Regions from separate parts of the Sus scrofa genome. Here region 2 is linked to region 1. A link is a contact called in public Hi-C data. All regions are on one chromosome and are shown on one strand. The core of a region is the stretch at or near the end of the contact, and the rest is flanking DNA. Distances in the headings are between cores, read along the strand shown. Region 1 overlaps LOC102164776. Region 2 overlaps LOC102164776.

What was found. A called contact is a pair of places that touch in the nucleus more often than the background predicts.
Region 2: a Hi-C map of fetal liver shows a contact between it and region 1, with 2.2 times the contacts expected there. The contact joins two enhancer-like sites. A contact is called at or near these places in 18 of 47 Hi-C or Micro-C datasets (alveolar macrophages, brain, embryonic fibroblasts and 12 more) and 1 of 2 datasets of contacts at active chromatin or transcription factors (skeletal muscle).

Annotation. Positions count from the first base shown.
Region 1 is chr9:49,217,505-49,220,586 of Sscrofa11.1, reverse strand. The region is part of intron 3 of LOC102164776; the gene reads left to right. Among named protein-coding and RNA genes, the nearest start is that of MIR100, 61 kb to the right of the region's middle. Within about 2 kb of position 1,511, at least 28 of the 83 cell types and tissues checked have an H3K27ac peak or open chromatin away from gene starts, as enhancers often do. A contact at or near this core is called in skeletal muscle, where this site is marked.
Region 2 is chr9:49,519,026-49,522,255 of Sscrofa11.1, reverse strand. All of the region lies in intron 1 of LOC102164776, which reads left to right. Among named protein-coding and RNA genes, the nearest start is that of UBASH3B, 110 kb to the left of the region's middle. Within about 2 kb of position 1,390, at least 3 of the 83 cell types and tissues checked have an H3K27ac peak or open chromatin away from gene starts, as enhancers often do. A contact at or near this core is called in skeletal muscle, where this site is marked.

The DNA of each region.
Region 1 (3,082 bases), core at 262-2,761:
GGGTGGTGACAACAGCATCATTCTGTGTCCTGTGCTTGGAATGAGATTTGCACAGGATTTCTAAGGACACATGGGGGTAAGAGGCTGGTCGGGGGGTGGGGGCTTCAGATGTGATGAGTATTCTTGAAAAAGACAGAAGATGGCCCACAAAATGAAGAAGACTGGAGTTGAGGAAGGACATTCCAGGCTAAACAGAGCAAGTCCTAAGGCACAGAGGGTGAAACAACGCTATCTGCCTCCTCCTTCTGGAGTATATATACTCTGAGACTTTCTGCTGTTGAGACATCTGTGGTGTGAACCCTATTCCATTGCAGGCAGTAGATTGTAGGACAGACCCCAGACTCATTTACTAGTTGAGCAGACCCTGCTTTTTGCAGAAGGTGGAGAACAAATATGTCAAATGTTTTGCTTTTCAAGCAGTGCACAATTTTGCATATATGTATATGCACGTAAGTAAACACAGAGAATTGATTTATAAAACATCAGCCCTTAAGCATCTCGGATTGCTTCCCCACAAGAGAAGTAACGAAAGTAAACCAAATGGAAAAATAAGTAAAATTCCTTGCATTCCCTAAGTCTTATCCCTGAGCCAGCCCACACTGCTTCAGTAGAGGAGGTAAACTCTCTATGGCGAGTCTCAGCAGTTCACTGCTTTTGAATGTTATCTCTCAGAGGAGAGAGATTGTCCTATAGCCTCTGTGTGACACTTTTATCCCCTGCTTAGAATTTCCTGATTAAAGTTCTTCAAGTTATGCCACTGCATAAAATAAATAAGTAGAACCATGCTTTCTGCCCTTTGCGGCAGAGAAACTGAGGAGCCTGGGGTGTATGTGGGAGGGTATGTGTTTTGGAGGCAAGCTTACCCCGAGATAAGAACATCAAGAAGGTGGCTTCATCTGGCAGCTTTCAGTGGAGATAAATTTCTTTTTTGTGTGTCTTGTTTAAAAATGTTGCTTTCCAGAGCTCCACTGACAAGATTAAGTGGGGTTTTGTTCTTGTTTTGTTTTGGTGGTGGTGGCGGTGGTGGTGGTGGAGGTGGAGGTTTATTTGGGGACTTACACTTTACCCGTCAGCCGTCCATAGGTCAGAGTCTTTGAGCTCTAGGAGTGTTTATCTTGCCCTTTAAGTGAATACTAGATGTTGTTTTTCTTTTTCTTTGCATCATGCTTCCTGCAAGTACTGACCATTCAAGGATTTTACTCAGACCTATGAGGACCTATCTTGGTTTTTCTTTAGCAGAGACATGTCCATATCTGGCTGTGTGTGTCACCTGGGCAATATGCCATGTTGGGCACCATGTGGAGAGACCAGTCGGTCCCCTTTGCCTTTCTTGGCCCTAGTGCCTCTCTCTGAGGCGGAATCAATCCTTCATTTTCCTTGGGCCCCACAGAGGGTTGGCTTCTGCTCTCCTGCGCCACCTGCTGTAACCAGCTCCAAATGCACCCTTCCCAGGCTCCAGCCCCAGGCTCCCAGGAGGAGCCAGAGCCAAAACCTCAGACGAAGCAGATGTCATTTAGGCTGCCAGATTTCTGCCCCGGTCTTATCTGCGCTGCCTCCACTGGCTCACCCGATCAGAATCCCAAGTGTCCCCAGATGACATTGCCTCAAGTCACGCAGACCCTGAGCTCCTTGGCCAGAGAGGGGAGGCTGCCAGTTTGGGGGCTGGTGACCAGGGGCTCCTGCCAGCTTTCTGCATATGTGGTCAGTGGAGGCCAGCCTCTGCCCAGCAACAAAAACGCAGATGGACTTCTGTCACAATGTCAACATACCCAGGGCACTGATCCTTCCATGGGCTCTCCCACGTGTTCCCAACATGTTCCCTGATTGGGCCACTAGTTTTCTCCCAAGCTACTCAGGAAGTGTAAAATGTGTTGTGCTTTTTAGCACTCTGGACTTTTTTACATTCTCCCCAAATGGAGTGATTCTTCTGATGGAGGCACCGCAAATAAAGGAAAATGCTGCTTTTTCTTAGTTAGATGAAGTACCCCTGTTTATTCCCTATTCTAGGTTAGAGATCTCTGGATGGCCTGGGATTTTGGCATCTGTTTATTCTCTGTCAGCACAGTCTGGCACGGAGTAGGTGCTGCACGGCAGCTTATTGAATGCATACATTCTCTCTGGCCAAAATCCTTCTTGAAAGTCCTTTTCTAGTCATCTGTTAAAAATTAAAATGGTCAGATTTGGGGTTCTGATAGTTCATACCTGATTTAAGCCTGAAAAAATGAAGGCTGACTTGGTAGAAAGAAATGAGTGATAGCAGTGATTTTTTTTTTTTTTAAGGCTGTACTTGTGATATATGAGTGTTCCCAGGCCTAGGGGTCGAATCAGAGGTACAGCCGCCAACCTACGCCACAGCAACACAGGATCCGAGGGACCTACACCACAGCTTACTGTAATGCCAGATCCCCAACCCACTGAGTGAGGCCAGGGATCAAACCCGTATCCTCATGGATACTAGTCGGATTCGTTTCTGCTGTGCCACAGTAGGAACTCCCATCAGTGATTTCTGAGGGTGCTCTGATAAGAATGAAGACAGTTACCAGTTGTTATTGCATGAGGTTGAAAGAAATAATGTCTGCATGTGGGATCAGATACGAGTTAGAACTTCCTGAGTGCAAAGGTTACAGGAGACTCTTATAAATGACACATGGGGGTTTATGCCAGCAACTTCTCCAATGATAGGTACACATCCATTTAGTTCAGCAAATCTTTACTCTCCTCCTCCATTGCACCAACCCCGCACTAGAAGCTGGAGTTTAAAAGACTGATAAAGTACGTGCCTGACCACAAAGAAGACTTGAGACAAATGACATTGAACAAACTTCAATGTCATGTCCCAAGCGCTAAGAGAGAGACGTGCCTGGGGCATTGTGGGAACATGATGAAGAGGCACAGACTCCAGCTGTGTAGTCAGAGAGGGCTTCCTGGAGGAGATGGTACATGGACTGAGGTGAGAAATGTCTCAGTGAATAAAATGGAGTCACTGCAGGTCAGGAAAAGTGAACAGCTAGACTAATTGATGTAGAAACCCTTTCAGACCATAGAAATTTCATTCAGCCCTTTTGAGTTGAGTCATCTGAAA
Region 2 (3,230 bases), core at 141-2,640, 300 kb before region 1:
AAGGAAGCTCAGGTGTGACCTTGAGGCTAGAAAACAGGACTAATAAAACACAGGTGTTGAGGAGTTTGTGTGGTGGTGCAGTGGAAACAAACCCGACTAGGAACCATGAAGTTTTGGGTTCCATCCCTGGCCTTGCTTCGTGGGTTAAGGATCGGCATTGCCGTGAGCTGTGGTGTAGGTCGCCGATGCGGCTCGGATCTGGCATGGATGTGGTGTAGGCTGGCAGCTGTAGCTCTGATGAGACCCCTAGCCTGGGAACCTCTGTATGCTGAAGGTATGGCCCTAAAAAGCAAAAGACAGAAAAAAAACCCCAAAACACAGGTGTTGAGGTAGGAGCAGCTCTCCCTCTCCGTGGACGAGTGCACATTTGGTGTCTTAGCAGATATTTCCAGTAACAACTCCAACAAGATGGTCGCCTTTCATCTGATTCAGGACAGCAGAAGCCATGGGGCTTATATGGGAGGCAGCTTCTAGCAAGGGATGGAGAAAGCTTATGACCTGTTGTGGATGGTTAATGCTGAGGCAGGGTTAGTCATTATGGCACATACTGTCCAGTGATGGCTTGGGAACTTGGCATTTCCAGTTTGCCCTGGACTGATCTCAGCGATGGGTTGTTGCGCATTATTGGCATAAAAATAGTCCCAGCGATAATCCCGCACACCAGGAAACACTTGAAAGTAAATCAGCACTCAGGTGCACCTTAGCCACATGATGATGCAGCACTAGGGGAGAGCTGGGCATTTTATACCCAGTGAGTAAACTCCAGCCAAGCCTGTGCCTGAAGAGAGAGGCGACCCTTTACCAAGCACGGCTCCTCAGTCTCTCCGTGAGGGAGCAACTAAATCAAGGTCTGACTGTTGAGAGATGGAAATTGCAGTGAGATTAAGGGAGCCAAAGAGTCATACAGCCGTCGCGAGCAAGTGGCCGATCAGTGGTTGGAATGGAGGTCCGTCTTCTGACTCAAAGTCCTGTGTTCTTTCCACCTCCCTCCTTTAAAAAAAAAAAAAAAAAAAAAAAAGTTTACCTCCAATTGTTTCCAAATGGAGGCATATGTTTGGGCTGGTGGTTGAGTCTGAAATAAATAGCTCCTTTTAGACTGTGGAGACAGCCAAATGCTTTCAATATGCTCCCAAGGTCGGTGATTGGGTTTGAATAGAAGCCAGATGTCCTGGATTCCAGAGCTATTTCCTCGTTGTTCCCCTTCCCCTTGCCCTCCCCCCCCAACCCAAGTCCTCTGTTAAGTGGAGGCCGGGAAGGGGAGCGGCCAGACGGAGTCTGCTTTGCCCATATTTTCCCTTTTGGAAGGCGGTGAGGGAGTAGTTGGGCTTGGGCTGGGAAGTGGACTGGAGGAAAGGAGCTGGGAAGAATGTGCAGTGGCTCCCTGCAGGCCAGCAGCATCCCTCGCCGCCTGACCTTTCTGTCCTCCTTCATCGCTGACAGCCCAGACGCGGCTTCCCGCGAGGAGGAAGTGCCCCGCAGTCAGTGTGCTGATTACTAAAACAGAACCATCATAACACTTGTCAGCTCTGCTTCCTCTGTACACTTTTTTTTTTTTTTTTCAATTTCTTGTTTTATTACTGTTTGTCAGACTGGGGAGGCTTTGAAGTTCTTTACAGATCTGACTTTTATCAGCGCATGTAGGAGTTGGAGGGTGGGAAACGGGGTGGATGCAACCCATCAAGATCTTCTATTCCACACCCAGCGAACTCGTCCCCCTCTGTCTTAGTGTGAAAGGGTTTTTGACATGGTGTTTCTATACGTGGCCTGCCTTCCAGATGAGAGAGTGACATCTATTGTCGTAATAGAGGGAGGAAATTATGATTACTTAATGATAGCGTGTCGCAGCTCGTCGCTTCTTTATTTTCCTTTTCAATACTTGCTGTCACAGCAACACACAATTGGCCTTCAATCCTGGGGCTGGTGGGACCCCGTGAGGTAACGGGGTGGTGCAGGGATGGCTTGACTGGTGAGCTGGTGGACTGGAATTGAACACACATGTTCTCCTGCCTGGCTCACCTCCCTGCGCCTAATGTGCTGGCCTCGAAAGCACTCTGGCCAGCTCGAACGTGTCAAGAGCATCCTTTGTCCTCCAGATTCTAATCTTTTCTTGTCTGGTTTGCTCTCAGCATCCGGAGGGCACTGTTTCTGGAGACGGTAAGCAAAGGTGGATGGGCCAGCCTGGTCAGTCTCTGCCACTGCCACCCCTGACATAGCTGTCTGGTGACGACAAAAGTCATTTCAATTCCGTTTAATAATCTGATGTTACTCCCTTTTGTTTAAACAACAAAATATAAAACATTCATTCCAACACACTACATCTTCCCCCATCTGGCCCAGATCCATCAAAACCCACCTCCCAGCTGCTTCCTATCGTTTGCCCCCAGCCACGTACATTTCTTTGTTTCCTAAAACAAACAAAAAAACAAACAAACCACTTTGTTTCCCCCCCCCCAAAAAATCAGTTTTAATCATGGAACGTTCCAAACATAGGAATAAGCCAGAGAAGAAGTCTCTTGTATTCATCCTATAAATGGGCAGGTATCAAACAAGATTATCACAAGTTAAAAACAGTGAAATACTCTTTATGAAAACTTAGAGCACCCAAAACTTGTCTTGTCCCCACCTGGTGAGCTGCTTCTGTTATGACCCAATATAGATCCCACTCCCTCTCCAGCCCCTCCCCCGTGACTTAGAACCACTCATTTATATGAGTTTCTGTTGCATGTTGGTACTCCTTAAATTATAATTTTCTGTCTTCATGTTGGGGTCTCTCACTAAACTGAGTTCCTGAAGGACCAGGCTGCATTCTTCTTTGTATACTCAAGGACATAAACTCATGGTAAGAGTCTTATCAGAAATCTAGTGAGACTAAAATGTCATGATAGGACACATATGTACGATCTAACTATAGGGAACAATTTCAAGTTAACAAAATTTTTTTGAGGGCCACGCTCAAAGCATATGAAAATTCCTATGCTTCCCATGCTAGGGATCCAATTGGAGCTGTAGCCGCTGGCCTATGCCACAGCAACGTGGGATCTGAGCTGCATCTATGACCTACGCCACAGCTCACGGCAACACCAGGTCCTTAACCCGTTGAGCAAGGCCAGGGATTGAACCCAAGTCCTCACAGATACTAGTTGTGTTAGTTAACCACTGAGCCATGACGGGAACTACTGCGTTCCAAATCTTAATAGCAACAACTCTTTATTTACAAAACACTTTCAAAT